Regions from separate parts of the Zea mays genome. Here region 1 is linked to region 2. Evidence: chromatin contacts called from public Hi-C data. All regions are on one chromosome and are shown on one strand. The core of a region is the stretch at or near the end of the contact, and the rest is flanking DNA. Distances in the headings are between cores, read along the strand shown. Region 1 holds the start of LOC103629707 (heptahelical transmembrane protein 1). Region 2 holds the start of LOC100273200 (Sterile alpha motif (SAM) domain-containing protein).

What was found. A called contact is a pair of places that touch in the nucleus more often than the background predicts.
Region 1: a contact with region 2 is called in a Hi-C map of ear, with 1.7 times the contacts expected there. The contact joins the promoter of LOC103629707 here to the promoter of LOC100273200 in region 2. A contact is called at or near these places in 6 of 25 Hi-C or Micro-C datasets (ear, endosperm, leaf and 3 more).

The regions. Positions count from the first base shown.
Region 1 is chr6:106,807,386-106,813,059 of Zm-B73-REFERENCE-NAM-5.0, forward strand. LOC103629707 (heptahelical transmembrane protein 1) reads left to right here and starts at 4,407. Exons shown (of 4, transcript NM_001346971.1): 1 at 4,407-5,156; 2 at 5,266-5,361. The coding sequence starts at 4,858. It overlaps LOC100384650, which reads left to right. Exons shown (of 13, transcript XM_008649980.4): 13 at 461-1,295. The coding sequence ends at 740.
Region 2 is chr6:106,566,104-106,571,073 of Zm-B73-REFERENCE-NAM-5.0, forward strand. LOC100273200 (Sterile alpha motif (SAM) domain-containing protein) reads left to right here and starts at 2,272. Exons shown (of 1, transcript XM_008650816.4): 1 at 2,272-3,389. The coding sequence starts at 2,527. The coding sequence ends at 3,132. LOC103629704 reads left to right here. Exons shown (of 9, transcript XM_023300363.1): 8 at 1-317; 9 at 437-1,110. The coding sequence ends at 859. It overlaps LOC100384866 (isoleucine--tRNA ligase, cytoplasmic), which reads right to left. Exons shown (of 27, transcript XM_008649996.4): 25 at 4,346-4,451; 26 at 4,126-4,217; 27 at 3,704-4,038. The coding sequence ends at 3,937.

The sequences.
Region 1 (5,674 bases), core at 3,157-5,656, 240 kb after region 2:
TTTCCCTTTTTTTCTCCCTACCCACCAACAGGGAAACTATAACTTTGTCAAAACGGTTCAGGATCAGGTGTAAATAGGTGTTAATGCAGACTGCGAACCAGTTTTGAGTTCAGATGGGGTATTTGTATCCTTGCTAAAACCAGTTTGACTACAAACCACATAATTATATTTTTTAAATACACAAATCTTCTGGCTACAGTGTGTTTAAGTCGATAATGTATGGGGTGCTTTTTTCCTCAAAAAAGAAGAGAGTTTTTTTATATTTCAAATGTTTTGTGGAGCCCTAAACCCTAACAGTGTAAGAAGTTTTGTGATCGATAATACTGCCACTCTTACTAAAAATCTACAGGGGGTCTGTACTTCTGATTATGGTCTTTGAGAAACATTTTATGTATTTATTTCCATATGCACCTTGCCGCAAACAAGTGTGCCAACCTACTAAGAAAATTTTCTATTATAGGTATTTGTCTATTTGCTGGGGCATAGAGTTGCCAGATGCTGTGGTCATTGTTGGTGAAACTGGTGATTCTGATTACGAGGAACTGTTTGGAGGTCTTCACAAGACAGTCATCCTTAAGGGTGGATTCAACACTCCTGCCAATAGGATCCATACGGTTAGAAGGTACCCTTTACAGGATGTTGTTGCTCTTGATAGCTCAAATATCATTGCAATTGAGGGATTTAGCACTGGTGACATCAGGTCTGCTATGCAACAAAAGCTTGGTATACCCACACGATGACACCAAGTGCGATCTATTTTGTTATTAATAGAAAGAAACAAAGAAAAAAATGGCCAATACAAATATACGATACAAACACTTCGTTTCCATTCTATTGGAAATGCCCGATTTTGCCTGCCAGTCGTTTAATGTATGTGTGCCAGTGTGTGGTCCCTGCATGGGTTATGAATGACATTCCCTTGGATCCCTGCACTGGAAATTTTTGGAGCGAAGAGCATGTCAATGGATACATCCAGCTGTACAGAAGAAACAAATTTGTTCAAATGTTGATAGTGAAAACATTTTATGGAAGCATTTTCAGCAACAAAGCTTCCAATATACAAAGCTCACACTTTCACATCACTTCAAAGTGGAGCTTATGATTACAGAGCAACCCTCTAAACCTTTTTTTTCCCTTTCTAAGAGGGGTGTCTTATATTTGTGTAAATACTGTGTAGCACCAATGCACCATCTTGTTTTCTTGTTTCCTGAATTAATATGCGTAAGCGTTTACTCTCTTTCTATATGTTTTTCCAACAGCCTGTCTTGTGGTTACATCATGAATACCTTTATTCATCTGCTGCTGTATTGGTTATGAAATTATAGTAGCAAGCGTGGTGCTCCCAACTATGACTTCATCATGCGTGTATAGCTTTACATTATCTGCGTAAACATCATTAGTTGATATGACTTGCACTCAAAGCGCCTTCTAAGTTTGGTGTAGTAGCTGCAACAATTACACGACGCCCATCTGCTCTGCTCCTACCGCTCGCCCCTGGATGATCGTGTTTTTACTTTGGAGTAATTATGATTATACCCTTATTTGGTATTGTAATTGCGATTTTACCTTTCGTTTTTCAACTTTTTTGTTTTTCAACTTTGTGATTTTACCCTTTTTTTGAAATGAAGCTATTGTTTGCCTCTCCTTTTAACACCGTTCTAAAATTTTCAATATTATTTTTAGAGTTTATTGTGATTATACCCTTTTTTTCTTACCTTGTAATTATGATTTTATCCCTAATTTTTTTATTTTTAATCATTAATTCTGATTTTCACTAACACTATTGAAGGGGAGGGACAAACAAACAACGACTTCGTTTTTTAAAATATAGGGGTAAAATAATAAAGTTGAAAAACGATCGATAAAATCAAGGTCAGACAAGCGTATAATCGTAATTGCCCCTTTTATTTTTACCATTTCTTTAACCAGATCTGGTCTTCTGTTGCTTGTTCTAGTGAACCCATAGAATCCTTTGCTTTATTTTTCCCCGTGTTCAAGAGTTTGACGCTAACTAATACGGGTTGCCAAAAAAACTGGAGAGCAGTTGGAGCGATTGGTTATCAGTTTGTGGTTGGCCATCTGTATCAGGGATGACTGATACGGTTGCTTTTCTTGAACACATACATGGACTAATAATAATGTCTTCGAAGTCGGATAGTTCAAGGTATTTGTGTTAGAACGGTCGCGATGTCTAAGAGAGGATAAATTAGGTTTTCCAAAATTTATTGCGATAATTAAATTCTGATGGCAAGCTTAGCTTTAACCGAGTGCATAGTATGTATAAAAAAAACTTTTACACTCTAATTCTAATCCTATGATATTATGGTAATTTTAAAAATATAAATTTATAAAGTAAATTGTATAAATGTAATCACTGAAAGTAATGTAAGCATTTAGAAGACATCAACTTTTTTCCAAGGCATGGGAGACTCGACACTCTCCACTAATTTTAGTTGGAGCATATGCGTTGATGTGCAAGGATGTCGGTTTCCCTTGGTCCGTGTAGGGATTAAGTGCTTTTTACGAGTTAGTTTTTCTTCACTTTAGTATGGTAAATCGCTCACACCTGTGCACCCGTCCTAAGTCGGGTCACCCACAGGCCACAACCTTTGAAGGTGATCACCACACTCTAATCATCACTAAATTATCTAGGTAATGTTGATCACAAAGAGAAATAAGTACAAATTCTCACTTGACTCTAGCTAGTAAGACCAATGAGATCAATGGGTGCACAATAACCACTCTTGCCTGCACTAGCAAGGTAGCTAATCTCGTGAAATCCGACTTGCAAGTCTCTTCCTACTCAGCAGTGGATCATTCTCTCTCTCCATATAATATATATAACTTTGTTTATCAAATGAGGGGTAAGGTCAAATGAGGGGTAAGGACTGGCGTGTTAGCTGCTTGGTTGGTTATTTATATAGCCATCAATCGATGAACTAGCTATTACAAGCAACTTACGTTGAATCCGTGATCGTCATACTTAGTGCTGTGAATTGAGCGGGGCCGGGCCAGCCCGGCCCAAGCCTATCGTGCTAAACGGGTTCGGACCAAAAAAGTCCAAAAAATTTTAGGTCATGCCGTGACAGCCCGAAGTGCAAAAACAGTGGTCTAGCTCGGCCCTAAATCACGTCGTGCATTCGTTGGGCCGTGTCGGCCCAAGCCCGGCCTGTATATTTGACCACATAATATCAAAATATTACCACATAAAGTTTATAGCTTACTAAATTAAAGATATTAAACAATTCTAGCATTATTTGATCACATAAACTCCAAATATCACAACAACATAAAGTCGATATCTTACTAAATTAAAGAAATTAAACAAATTGAGCTTAATTGGGCTGTGCCGGCCCAAGCCCGGTCCATCTGTGCGGGCCGTGCTGGCCCGATGGGTCGGAATTTGAGGCCCGGCCCAAGCCCGCTTCGGGTCATGCTAGCTCGGCCCATATTATTTCGTGCCGAACCGTGTTTTAAGCTTCTGTTTTTGGATCGTGCTCGTGATGACCCAAAAAGCCCAACACATATTCCCCACTAGTCATACTGACCGACGAACACCATCTCACACGATCTGATGACAAGTGCAACTATTATATTATCGTGTCAGAACTCAGAACTACTAGCCGTTTGAACACCAACTTGGATGATGTATGGTCTGAAACCCATCGGAACCTCTCGGACCACCGCATATAACTCATTAGACAACCTGCGGATCCTTGTGCGTGCACTGCACTGCACTGTCGGTGCCGCACCGATCACCTCGTCAAGGGCTCAAGAGGCTCATAATCACGCCGGTGACTGGGAGGAAATACAGCCATCCGCCAGAACTCACAAGTCAGAACGACCCCGCTGCCTTGCCGGACCGAGCTCCCAACCCAACCAAACCAGTTGGGCTTGGGCGGCGGGGCCAGCGCCGGACCATGACGCCGCCGCCGCGCTTTATTTCTCGGCGTTCCAACGGGTTGCCCGCACGCCACAGCGGGAAGGAAGGAAGAGGCCTGCAGGTGGGCGGCAGGCAGGGCCTCCAGGTTCTCGGCAGCGGCGGTGAGAATTCGCTGGAGAATTCATTGCGGCGGTTGGGAAGGTGGGTGTAGATGGGTGGCCAGCAAGCACCAAGCCAAAGCGGGTCAACTCAAACTCAAACTCAAGGGCTAGCGACGGCCGCCAGCAGCAACAGCTACACACAACTAACTGTATCCTGCCAATGCCAATGCCAATGCCGCACTAGCAATCTACTCAAGTTTCTGTGGCATTAAAATGGTCCAGTCAGAGAATTAAATATGCCAGTGAACTCTGTCGTTGTGTTCCCCCTTTTTATGTTACCTTTTACTTCTGTTTTATGCTCTGTTTATACAGTGAAATTTGAATTAGAAAAATGTGATAGGAGAGCTGCTAGCATGAGTGCAGCAGTGTCGTGGGTTGTGCTCCTGCCCTACCTGTATTTGTCCACGTCTCCTTCGAAGCAATGAGGCCCCCTCCTTTCCCCTCGTGTGTGTTGTCTTGGCATGTGAGCCTTGGCCTGGCCTGGCCGCCTGGCCTGGCCCCCTGGAGCAACACAGTGGTGGTGCTGGACATTTGTTTTCGGGGTTTCGCTTCATGTCGGGGAGATAAATCCAGAGGCCAGTACGTAAAGCAGCTTAAATACCACTTCAGCCTTGCGTTGCGTTCCTTGCCTTGCCTTGCCTGCTTGCGTGCAGTGCAGTGCAGCTCACAGCCTCACACCATATCGCTCTGCGGTGCTAGCTCCAGGCCTTTATCAAGCCTTCCCTGCCCCCCTTGATAATTCCAGAGAGAGAGAAGGCGCGCAGCTAGGGAGGTGCAGAGAGAGGAGCGGCAAGGCGTGGGCTGTGGGCACACATGGCGAGTGAGGAGGTCGCCACCACAGTGTGTGCCGACGCCGACCAAGAAGCAGCGGCGGCGGCGGCGGCGGCCATGAAGGAGGAAGGAGGAAGGGGCAAGAGGCGGCGGAGGAGGCAGCCGAGGAAGGGAGAGGAGGAAGGCGGGAGGAAGAAGTACGCGCTGGTGAGCTACCACGAGCTGCCCGAGTACATGAAGGAGAACGAGTTCATCCTCAACTACTACCGCTCCGAGTGGCCCGTCCTCAACGCCGTGCTCAGCCTCTTCTCCTGGCACAACGAGACCATCAACGTCTGGACGTACGTACGGCCCGGGCCGTCTCGACGTTTCTTCTTCGTTCCTGTGCGTGCATGGTTTCCTGCCTGCTGAAACCAGTAGTGGTCTGGTACTCTGGTCTTGTGGGTGCAGGCACCTGCTCGGGTTCATGCTCTTCTTCGGTCTCACCCTGGTGCACCTCGGCCAGTACTTCCCCCAGGTGGCTGATCTGATTGGGCATCTCTCCTGGTGAGCTGCTGCTGCTCCTCCTCCTCCTCCTACTCCTCTTCAGATTAATTCAGCTACTGTGCGAATTGCTCGGCGTTTCGAGGCTCCCATCCATCCCCCAGCCATGCCATTATCCAGTGGCGATTGAGATGAGAACACCACGCGTAGCGTTAGGCTCTGGTCCAGAGGCACACGGTTCTTGTGCGTTTGTACTGAACCTTCTTAATTTCTGAGCTAGTAACTTCAGCTGTGTTCTAAAAGTCTCACCAATTCACTTTCGGTTCCGTTCCAAAACACTTTGCTTCAGCTAGGATGAGATTTTGTATTCCATAAT
Region 2 (4,970 bases), core at 1,022-3,521:
CGATGGACGAGTGGGTGGCCCAGCCGCAGGGGCAGGGGCAGAGCCACACCGCGCTGGACGACATCCTGCCCTGCGCCGACGCGGCGGTGACGGCGGAGGCGCTGCGGCGGAGCAAGGAGGTGAACTACCAGCTGGTCTCCAAGCTCAACCAGCTGCTCTCCAACGTGTCGAACGGCAACGTGCCTCCGCAGGCCGGGCCCCCGCTCTACTACAACCAGTCGGGGCCTCCCGTGCCGCTCCTCTGCAGCCCCTACAGCGCCGACCTCTCCGACCGGCCCTGCGCCGTCGGCGAGGTCACCGCCGCCGACGCGCAGCAGGTACGTACGGTACGGTACGGCACGAACAAAGAACCTGTGCGTGCGTTGTTGTTGGCGAGATGTCTGACGTCGCGTGTGTTCGGTTCGGTGACTTCGGTCGCATCGCATCGCATCTGCAGGTCTGGCAGCGCTACGTGTGCCGCGCGGCGGCGGGGTCGGGCCGGGAAGAGGTGTGCTCGACGGCGGGGCGCCTGACGCCGGCGATGTACTCGCAGATGGTCGCCGTGGCCGGCCTCAGCGACGGGCTGAGGCGGCAGTCCCCGGCCCTGGCCGACGTCGCGAGCTGCGTGACCGTGCGGCGCGCGTTCCGGACGGTGGGCCAGCGCGGCTGCCCCCCGCTGCGGCGGGACAGCCGCCGGGTGTACCAGGCGCTGCTCGCGGCGTCGGCGGCCGGGATGCTCGCCGCGGCCGCGTGGCTCGTGCACTCCCGGGAGCGGCGGCGGCGGCGGGACAGCGAGCGGTTCAAGGTGTCGCCGTACAGGCTCCCCATCGAGGACAAGGTGCTGCTCAACAGCCCCAGACGGCCGTACAGGCGAGTGTAGCTGTAGTGTAAACACAAGCTTGGTCATCGACCAGACGCTGACGGATCGGATCGGACCTCTCGAGCACAGTGACGACGACGGTCCAGTGCAGGTCCGGTAGGGGAGAAAATGGATTCCGAGCAGTTTTGGCAGTACAATTCTGTAAAGTATATAAATGTGTCCTTGTACTGTGGTAACTGTACATGAGTGGCTACGCGAATAAGGTACCTTCTTGGATTGGATCAAACCACACCAGTGTGCCTGTTTGATAAGATCTGGTTTGATTGTTTGTCAAAACAAAACCATGCATGGCTACAACTAAACCAACCCTTCTTGGCGTGAAAGTTGGCATGGCTAAACAAACTCAAAAGGCAGAGTTTTTTTACGGCTCGTTCATTTGTCTCGGATTGGTGGGTCAGAACGATTCATAACCGGATTGTTTATCTAATTTATATAAATTTTGATTAGCTGGAACGATTCCGGGTGCAATCCGACACAAACGAATAAGGCCTTATACAGAACGATGCAAACAATGCCAAGAAGATAGAGTCATTTATAGCCGTCGCATTTGTTTGAGGCATGCAGCTCCAGCCAGTCTAGCTATAGATTCCAACTGCGACTCAGTCCAAATTTCGCCCATGCCTAATCTTTTACGTATCGATCTCGTGACTTTCTCTGCTACTACTACTAGTACAATCCTAGGTCGCTCCCGAATTTTCTACCAAAACGAAGCAGTAACACGCACTGTAACAGACATGTAGGGCCCGTGGGCCACCACCCACGTCGTCGCCCGTCCGTCCCTTCCGTGTCCGTCGTCCTTCTCCTTCCCGGCTCGTGCCACCCTCCCTCAGACATCTCAAATGAAGTCTCAAGTGGATAGAGAATTACATATCACACATGCGCCTTCCGCACAATGCAGCAGAGTGTGCCGGCCACAAAGTGCCCGCCCGGCAACTTTTAACAGCCCTCACACGCTAGTAAATTTTTTAGCCCTTATTTAAATGCACTAGAGCTAATAATTATCTCTAACTTTTTAGCCGATTCAAACCGGGCCGCCTTAGTTTATTCATGCTGTAAAGGAGAGCCAGCATCCATTAGCTGCAGCAGCTCCACGCACTTTGCAGGGGCATGCATGTGACCAATCGAGAGGCCGTGCCCGTGCCCGTGCCCACAAGATTTGGTGGTGCATGGTGGCAGGATGGAGATGGTGGACCGCGAACTGCGTCATCAGATCGATCAGCCTGCTGACAGCCTTTGGAGCTTCGTCATCTGTTGGTTACTTGTACCCGTGCACCGAAGCCAAGCTTGCTTGTATGTAATGTACATACCGCGTTGGCGCCACAGCGCTACGTCCACGAATTTAACTCGCTGAATCCGCGTGAGGTGGCAGGCAGCCTTGTCATGTGCCAAGGCAAGGCAAAGCATGTGAGCTTGGCCGTGCAACGCCTCTGCAGCCGCGAGCTTCTAGCCCTGTGCTGTGCTGTGCATGCCTTCCTATAAATCCTAGCGCGCGAGTAGTTGCGGCGAGCCGGGCAGTGAGGGGGCCTGCAGTGAGTGCGGGCGCTGGGTCCTGTACTCCTGTCCTGTCCTGTCCTGTCCTGTGTGCTCACTGGCCGCTCAGCCGCGCGGGAAGTGTAGGTTGGTGGACAGGGAAGCTGAGGGCAGGCTGCCTGCAACGCCAATACGCCATGGACGACGACTGGTGCGCGTGGCTGGCGCGGACGGGGCTGGCGCCGGCGCTGGCGCACGAGTACGGGCGCCTCTTCAGCCGGAACGAGCTGGAGCCCGGGGACGCGGCGCACTTCGACCACGACCTGCTCAAGAGCATGGGCATCGCCGTCGCCAAGCACCGCCTCGAGATCCTCAAGCTGGCCAAGGAGCAGGCCGCCGCGTCGTCGGGCTCGCGGCTCGCGCGCAGGGCCACCAGGTGCCTGTCGCGGTGCGTGCGCCGGCTGGCCGGAGGCGGCGCAAGGCGGGGCGCGCCGTCGTCGGTCGCCGCCGTCGTCCCGAGGATCTGCAGCGGCGACGACGCCGTCCAAGTCGGCGCCGTGCAGCGGAAGAGCACCGGTAGCGCCGCCAAGAAGATGGTGCTCATGATCACCGACGGCGCCGCTGCCGTCGCCGGAGCGGGCGGCCTCAGCGGCGGCGGCGGCGCGAGGCTGTCGTCGGCGAAGGCGAGCCTGATGTTCCACGACGAGGAGTGCGGAACGGAGGAGGAGGAGGAGGGCGGCGCGGGCACCGGCAATGACGACATCAAGTGGGACTCCATGTTTCAGGACCTCAAACCCACGTGAAGATAAAGTTGCTTTGCTTGTCTCCTCTCCGATCTCCGGCAGCTCGGGTTCGGTGCTGCTGCGTCAGTCGTTGTCATAGCTTTGCTTTTGTGGAATTGTGGTGGAGAGGATTTTAGTAAACTCTCAACCGTGGTGTTCGTCGTTTTCAGTTCCCTGAGAAGAGAAGGAAGAATGCGTGTTTCGTAATGTTGAGCAAATAATGTCGAAAATGTGTAATTTCCCCCGTCGGTTTTGCAGTATCTAAGCTTCAGCACGAATCAGAGACCAGCCGGGTTTTCCTAGTGGGGTGATTTGGTTTGGTGGAAAAATGGTGAGGACGGTGAGGATGCTCGTGGGTCGCAGACTGCAGGTTGAGTCTGTTTAGAACCCTGTAACCTGTATGCCTGACCATTGCCATCGCAAGACCATTTTTTACTCTCCAGACCAGATTATACAAATCGTAATTACAACGTTATCTTTCTATATGGTAGTATATAGCGATTATTTTCGTCATCATCACACGAAAAAAGCTCGTAACGTAGCAATAGTGTTGTAGTCGTTTTTATGCCGCAGTTTCAGCAAAAAAAAAACGTCGAAAACCAAGAGATTGCAAACAAACATGCTATCACCTATGGGAACCCATAGCCAGGTATTTGAAAATCTTAGCTTACATGTCATGCTATAGCATATTAGCATACATTGAGACTTTCACCTTTACTGAATACATGACTTTGGTGAGATGCATAAATGGAACCAAGCTGTTTTAAGCTGATTGCGGCAAAACAATGGGTGAAGCAGCTCAAAATTGGGATGCAGCAAACGAAACTAGGATCGACTAGCCAGATAAAAATCCCCTGCACTTAGGAAAACGTGCTTTCCTAGCAGTAAACTGACCGGTGGATAACCTTCGATGCAGTCAACTGTAATCTGGAAAGGATGTAGGCAAGCTATGAGCACAAAGGAGTAGTTTTTTTTTTCTGAAAAGGAAGAAAGCATACGGCGTTGACTGCTTACCATGCCCTTTCCAGCTTGGAACTGGTTCTTCAATCTGGAAAGAGACCTTGACAGAAGATATACTCTCAACGCCTCCACATGATTGCTTTTGCCTGTTTCATCAGAGTACGTGCATGCATTACTCGGACTGTCCACAGGACCACACAGTATCAAAAGTGAAATAGCTAGTGCCTGCATGGGTAGAGTTCACAATTTGTAATCTGAATTCAGCAAGACTTACCTGAGGCATGAGAAAGAAGATCTGGTGCAAGAATAGGGGTGGACCTTGCAATGCATATGACAAATGACATGTCATGTACATTGTGAGACTCCTCGCCAAGTATTACCTGCAAACAACAGTTTGATAAACTCTAAATATTGCCCATATTGCCTCTGTGATCCTACAGGAAAGGCTCAAAATGTAGATCAGACATGTGCAGCCTGTTGATTTGTCCATCAAATAGCTTGTCAAACTTGCAAGCTAGGCCAAGCAAAAGAAAGATTTGTTTCTACTTCGGCATATTATGACAAAAAACTTAAATAAAAAAAAACCCGTTGCCATGGAAATAAAGGACATATCAGAATACGGGTATCCAAACGCAGTATACTATTTTCCTGAATAGAGTTGTGTATCATGCATTAAGGACTAGTTTAGAAACTTAAATCCCCTCCGGGATTCCCGGGGATTGGAGGGAAAATTAGCTTTTAATTTCCCCTCCAATCCCCGTGAATCCCGGAGAGGATTATATTTCCAAACTAACCTTAAGGGCACACCACTTCCTAAAGAAATGGAGTATTATACTAAGGCCCTGTTTGTTTCCCTCTAGGATCAGGGCCGTCCCTGTGGGGGTGCCGAAGGTGCGGCC